Regions from separate parts of the Danio rerio genome. Here region 2 is linked to region 1. A link is a contact called in public HiChIP or PLAC-seq data. All regions are on one chromosome and are shown on one strand. The core of a region is the stretch at or near the end of the contact, and the rest is flanking DNA. Distances in the headings are between cores, read along the strand shown. Region 1 holds the start of ctif (CBP80/20-dependent translation initiation factor). Region 2 holds the start of dym (dymeclin).

Region 1 (3,656 bases), core at 573-3,072:
AAAACTAACTTTACCTCGATACACTGTTCACAGTCAGTTAAATTGTGCTAATGTTGTTTTGAAATCACACTTGATGCAACTTCAGACTCAATATCAAACATAAAACCAACTTTACCTCACTACATTGTTCACAGAAATTTAAATGAATGTTATTTTGAAGTCATATCTACATGCTAATTCATACCGAATATTCAAAGTAGGATGGCAAACAATATAGGGACAGTTTAATAAACGAATATAAAACCACCTTTACCTCACTATACTGTTCACAGTCAAGGAAATTGTGCTAATGTTGTTTTGAAGTCACATTTGATGCAATTTCAGACTCAATATCGAACATAAAACTAACTTTACCTCAATACATAGATCACAGTCATTTAAATGAATGTTGTTTTGAAGTCATGTCTACATGCTAATTCTTACCGAATATTCAAAGTAGGATGGCAAACAATATAGGGACAGTTAAATAAACAAATATAAAACCACCTTTACCTCAATACATTGTTCACAGCCAATTAAATAGTGCTAATGTTGTTTTGAAGTCACACCTACATGCTACTTCAGACTCAATATTCAAAGTAGCATGGAAAACAATATAGGGATTGTTAAATGAACGAATATAAAACTAACTTTACCTCGATACACCGTTCACAGTCAGTTAAATAGTGCTAATGTTGTTTTGAAATCACATTTGATGCAATTTCAGACTCAATATCAAACATAAAACTAACTTTACCTCAATACATTGATCACAGTCATTTAAATTAATGTTGTTTTGAAGTCATATCTATATGCTAAACCATACCGAATATTCAAAGTAGGATGGCAAACAATATAGGGACAGTTTAATAAACGAATATAAATTTACCTTTACCTCACTACATTGTTCACAGTCAAGGAATTAGTGCTAATGTTGTTTTGAAGTCACAATTGATGCAATTTCAGACTTAATATTGAATATAAAACCAAGTTTACCTCAAGACTTTGTTCAATTAATGAAATAGTGCTGATGTTGTTTTCGAAGTAACACTTACATGCGAGTTTACCCAATACCCAACGTAGCGTGGTAAACAATATAGCGACCGTCTCACAATTTGTCACTGTTCAAAAATGAACGAATGTGCACATATAAAACCAATTTTAGCTCAATGAAGCAGCAGAGGAAGAAGACCAGAGCTCTATAACTGCATACAGACATCTGTGTTTGTATGCGAGTGTGTTTATGGCCTTGCCCGAGTCTGATGCAACCAGCGGAGATCGATATGATATCAGACCGGTAATACAGTGTCCAGTAGCGGTCAGCAAGAACACAGCTCTGCATGAGACTGCAATTAACTCATCAAGAGGATATTTATTCATTTAGAAACACCAACGCATCCCAGACCACTTACTACTAGTCACACATTCACAGAGGATTCTCCACAAAAACACAGCAGCATTGTGTCTGTTCCCTATTTTGCTTTCCGCAGTGAAACAAAAAACCAGACGGAATCTGAGCTGTCAATCAGAGCGTCATCTGATCAAAGCGCCGACACATCACACAGATAGAACGCATCGAACAACAAAAGAAGATACAAAGTTGCGGATCACACGAGTGTGTTCAGTGTTCAGCGTGTCCATCCGGCCGCAGTCAGTAAACACACCCTATCAACCGGCCCGTACTCACCGGAGATCTGCGGTCGGGCCTGCGGGGATCGCCGGGAGTCCTGCGGGGTTAAATCCGCCCGTTCATGAGTGTTTCCCGCGGACAGAGAGGCGTCCGGGAGGGAGAGATTAGCCTGCGTCCCTCACACACAGACGCATACACACAGACTCAACTCGCAGGGATGAGAATGCAGGAATGTGACGTTTAGTCCGGTTTGCTGACAGGACACGCGCACGTGGCAACCGAGGATTGTGGGAAATGGAGTTTAAAGAGACGAGGTGTTTATAAGGAATGCCATGTCGAATGGATATATGCTGTGCTGTAGCCTATTTTTTCCTTCGTTAAAGGGATTGTTCGACCCAAAATTAAAATGTACTCTCCTTCAAGTGTTTCCAACTGCTGGAAATCTGTAACCGTTAACTTCCATAGTAGGAAAAACAAATGCGATGGAAGCTTTCTTCAAACTATCTTCTTTTGTGTTCATCAGACTATAGAAACTCATGAAGTTTTAGAACAAGGAAAGGGGGAGTAAATGATAACAGAATCCTTCTTAAGGGGGCCTATTTAGCAAAAGTCACTTTTATAAGGGGTTCAAGCACAGTTGTGTGAATATAACCAGTGTCTAATGGTAAACAGAGGCGTCTGCAGGATTTCATTCCAAGGTACGCACAAATCCAGCCCCGCCCCGCCCCCTTCCGATGGCTGTTTTTTCAGTATTCAAACATTAAATAACGAATGCATCAAGTAAAATAAAAACGAATATTTTTTTATAATTTAGCAAAATTCTGCTCTTTTTATTTTTGCATTTTTATTATTTTATTTTTGTTAGTTTTAACATTTTATCGTCTTCATAATTAAAGCTATAGACAAAATTGACTTTTTAGAAAATATTTTGCGTAGCTACCCAGTGTGTAGGCTATTAAAGATCACTGAGGAAAAACAAACACAGAAACATGTCACATGCCCCCATACATGTCCAAATTATATTTAACTGAATCGTGAAAATTACTCATTTTATTTTTATAAAACATTTTTTCTTTTTTTTTAGTAAAAACTATACCGACATTTAAGAATCCATATTTATTTTATTTATTCATTAATTTGAACTGTTTATTGGTGCAAATATAGGCTATAATTTAACTCAGGGGTTTTCAAAGTGTGAGGCGCGCCTCCCCTGGGGGGCGCCAGAGCATGTCAGGGGAGGCGCGTGAAAAATATATAATGAAAATATAATTATTAAGTTTAATTATTATATGTATTTTTTATTATATTTAAACGTTTTAATTAAGCAAAGCTAAAAAAAAATAATACGTCAAAAATAAGTACCTTTTTTACCCAGAAGGCCATAGCTGTGAATTCGCTTCTGTTTGGCAAGCCTGCCAATACAGGGGGGGGGGGGGTCTGTCGCGTGGGTTCTGATCAGCTGTGTTGACGCGCGCGTGCTCAAGAGCGGTGTTGTCGCGGGCCTACTGAAGGGCGGGACCGGGGTGTGCCGCGTCGCGGGGGCACTTTTGATCATTTTGGAAGGGCACTTTCTATCCAGGACTAAAAAGGGCATGTGCACTATATATATATATATATATATATATATATATATATATATATATATATATATATATATATGTGTGTGTGTGTGTGTGTGTGTGTGTGTGTGTGTTGGGGGCGCCAATGGATAAGTTGTGTCAAAAGGGAGGCCCACTGTCTTAGACTTTGAAAACCCCTGATTTAACTCATACAACAGTATCTTGGCAGCTACAGTGCTTTCAAACACAACACCAATAAAGTAATGAAAGATTAGACTTTCTCTGGTGACGGCCGACAACTCAACGCCTTAACCGTCCTTCGGGTGGTATAGCCGGCATTATTACAAAACAAGACGTCTGGCTTGACTGAGGTGCAGTTATTTCCTCGTTGTTCAAAGAGTCTGCAAGTTAGTGTTTCGTGGATATAGTATGTAGCTATAGGATTGTGAACATCAATAATGTTAAGCGTGTTTTTATTCGATGCACAG
Region 2 (3,656 bases), core at 781-3,280, 430 kb before region 1:
CAGGAGATTGGCATCATGGATGTGCAGCCGACAAATCTGCACCAACTGTGTGATGCTATCATGTCAATATGGAGCAAAATCTCTGAGGAATATTTCCAGTAGCTTGTTGAATCTACGCCATGAAGGATTTAGGCAGTTCTGAAGACAAAAGGGAGTTCAACCTGGTACTAGTAAAGTGTACCTAATAAAGTGGCCAGTTAGTAGGGGAGAGTGGGGGCTTTTGCAACAAGACTTATTCCTCCATTCAAGAAAGAGCTCGAGTGAGGATATTCATAATTCATCTTCTCAGTTAGACCCTCCTTCAATCTGAGAGAAATCAGCCATTTGTGAGCATTCCTTAAGTATAAAACTCATTTTGAAGTCATTTTGTAATGTTCAGAAAATGTCTAATACTGTCTAATCTGTTTTTGTGAAACATTATTTACTTGTAAAATATAAACATCTGTTTTCTTAGCTTTAAATAGGTTTAGCTATTAAGTGTTAAAGCTGTTTTACCTTCCTATAATCATGGTCAAAAATAAAAAAATGCTGTTCAGCTGTCCCAAATCACAAAATTCATTTATAAGCTTGTCTTATTAACAATCTACAACTTTAATTTGGTCACAGTTAAAATGTACTTTAATTTGAAAGAGTTAATTGTTTAATTTATTCATTCATTTCAAAGTTTAAAGAAATAGTTTAGTAAAGGGTGGATTAACGGAGAGAAGATATATTTTACAGCATAACAGTTTTAATAACTTGTTTCTAACATCTCATTTCTTTTCTTTGGTGACAGTTCATGACTGAAAATGTTACATGTGCATGCTGAAAGTTAACATTGTGCAGCCATAACTGCTGATCTAAATTAGGTGATGAAGAATGATCAAAATATATGAAGAGTTCATTTGCAGAAGTAGATGACTCCATTTCAGTGGTTTTCTGATCCCTTATTCGGGGAATTAAAGAGTACAATAACGGGAAAAACAAAACATGATTTATGGTAATTGCTGACGTTTTTATTTAGTAATTTTTAATTGAAATGTATATATCTATCCAACAACAATAATGACGCTAATAATATTACCTTGTCATAGTGACGGTATCATTTTGTTCAAAACAAAATACAAAATACTTTACTGCCACCTAGTGGAATAAAACAAAACCTTCAGAAAGAGCATGGACCAAACAGATCGCAACTACACAAATAAACTGCAGTGAACAAAAATATGCAATATCCTATATGCATCGTATAATTGGAAGTTTCCTTAATTAATAAAGCGACTAAGCCGAAAATAAAAATGAATGAATGAATGAATAAATATTATATTATATTAGGCTATGTTATTCATTCATTTTCCTTAGGCTTAGTTCTCTCTCTTTATTCCACAGCGGAATCAACCGCCAATAAACACCATAAACACTCACACGACCTATTTAGCTTACCCAAATTTCCCTATAGTGCATGTGTTTGGAAAAACAGAGCACCCGGAGGAAACCCACGCCAACACGGGGAGAACATGCAAACTCTACACAGAAATGCTTACCCAGTCGGGACTCGAACCAGCGACCTTCTTGCTGTGCGGCAACAGTGCTAACCCCTGAGCCACCGTGTCACGCTATATTGTATTGTATTATTCATTCATTCATTCATTTTCTATATTTTCTATTTGGGTTGGCCCCTCTATTAAGGGGGTCACCACAGTGGAGTGAACCGCCAACTTATCCAGCATATGTTTTACACAGTGAACAGTTTTATATTATATTATATTATATTATATTATATTATATTATATTATATTATATTATATTATATTATATATGTCTTTTTTTGTTAATTATTTGAAGATTTAATACATTTTAATATTTCTTACGTATTTTCAGCAGACCTCAATAAGTTATAAATATTTCCCAGAAGCGTATTTATAAACTTGAAACGTCAAGTTATTGAATATTAATAAGTTTGCACCTACCTTCTCACTTTAGCATAATCATTAATATTCAAGAGGCGGGTTTTCCATGTGATTGGCTCATTCTTCTGCGCGTGCTCGGCGAGGTGGGATGTCACGAGCGTCATTGGCGACGTGGAGACGTATACAGCACAGCAACTTACACTGTTAAACACACTTTACTGGATATTTAACATCACTACATACAACTCATTTACTCGTACTAGTCCGAAGATACAAAGGAGCCTGTGTTACGGAACGAGAGGGGCTTTTCTAAGGCGCTGTCAGCTCTGAAATTTAACAGGTAAGTTAATCTTGCCGCTAGCCTACTAGCATGTTAGCATGTAAGCTAACGCGTTTATAATGGGTTTCTCCATTCACTAGAGTCTGCAGGCTAATTTTTGCTAAGTGTGTTTCTGCTCCCTGGACACTTATTAACTTATACATAAACAGTGAAGCACCAAGATGTAGCCATATAAAATGAATATTTAACCACATTCTGGTATTTTCGTCTGCGTTGAGCGTAAAAGCCGTGAAGAGTGTTATTTGACAGAAAGACAACAGAGGAAAGCTAAATGTGTCAAAGTAAATGAATTAAATACTTACAGGAAGTTTTGAATTGTACATTATTGAGCAGTCTTAATTACAGCGTGTTAAATCATATGTAGTCTGTGTTGATTAGACTGCTGTTGTTTGGATAGTTCAGTAATAATGGCTATTGCAGTGTTTACATTACTCTCTGTACAACAGAAATACAGTCTAAACATTGGAAGATTATCAGAATTTGAATATGTAAATCATTTACCTGTATATTGTAAGTCGTTCATTAGTTGCTGTATTTACCTAAAATTACCTAAAATCACCTGTAATGTAGATAATTGCATTGCATTGAATATTGAAATAATTAGTATATTACTAATCAGTAATTAGTATTAGTATTTACACAGTATCTAACCTAATAATGAAATGAGAAGCCTTTTTCATAGGACGTTTACTAAAAATTAAACAAGAAACAAGAGATCATATTTGCATATAATATTTGCATGGATGTATGTTTATGTGTCAAAGATGAGAAGACTCGTATTCAGGGTTCACAAGGTGCTGGAAAAGTCATACATTTATGAAAAAGCATTTACCAGGCCTGGAAAAGTTTTGGAAAAACTAATAAAACAAAAATGTTTTGGAAAATGTTTGGATTTTGTAGAGGAGTGAATCTGGAATAATATATACACATTAATGACAAGGATAGATCAAATAAAATATAGTAAAGATAAAAGTGAATTATAGTTTTTAGTTATTCACTCCTCAGGTACAGATATTGAATAATCAACACTGCATAGTCTTCACTGTATATTTTGTTTAATCTTTATTAAAGTTACTAAACATTTCTTGTGGGCGAATGTTTTAAACTCTGAAATATTGAAGTGTACACAGTTACAGGCCTGAAAGGGACAGTTTACACAAAGATTAAAATGTACTCTTTATTTACTCACACTTCACTTGTTTAGATAGTGTAGGAGTTAGTAAATTATATTCTTTTTGTGTTCATAAAAAAAAAAAAAAGAATGTTTGAAACAAATGAAGGGTGTAATGAAAATGGTTAGTAATTTTTGGGTGAACTATCTCTTTAAAAATGCTTGCAGATGATAAACTTTTACTCCATTATGAATAAACTTTATATTAAATTGTAATGCCAACATTGCATATCCTGCGATGTGACTATTGCGGATG

Evidence for each region. HiChIP or PLAC-seq counts read pairs in DNA pulled down with a chosen protein or histone mark.
Region 2: a contact with region 1 is called in an H3K4me3 HiChIP or PLAC-seq map of embryo, with 7 times the contacts expected there. The contact joins the promoter of dym here to the promoter of ctif in region 1.

What each region holds. Positions count from the first base shown.
Region 1 is chr21:3,963,860-3,967,515 of GRCz12tu, reverse strand. It overlaps ctif (CBP80/20-dependent translation initiation factor), which reads right to left and starts at 1,822. Exons shown (of 13, transcript XM_073935696.1): 1 at 1,667-1,822.
Region 2 is chr21:4,397,268-4,400,923 of GRCz12tu, reverse strand. It overlaps dym (dymeclin), which reads left to right and starts at 2,030. Exons shown (of 18, transcript XR_012397079.1): 1 at 2,030-2,229.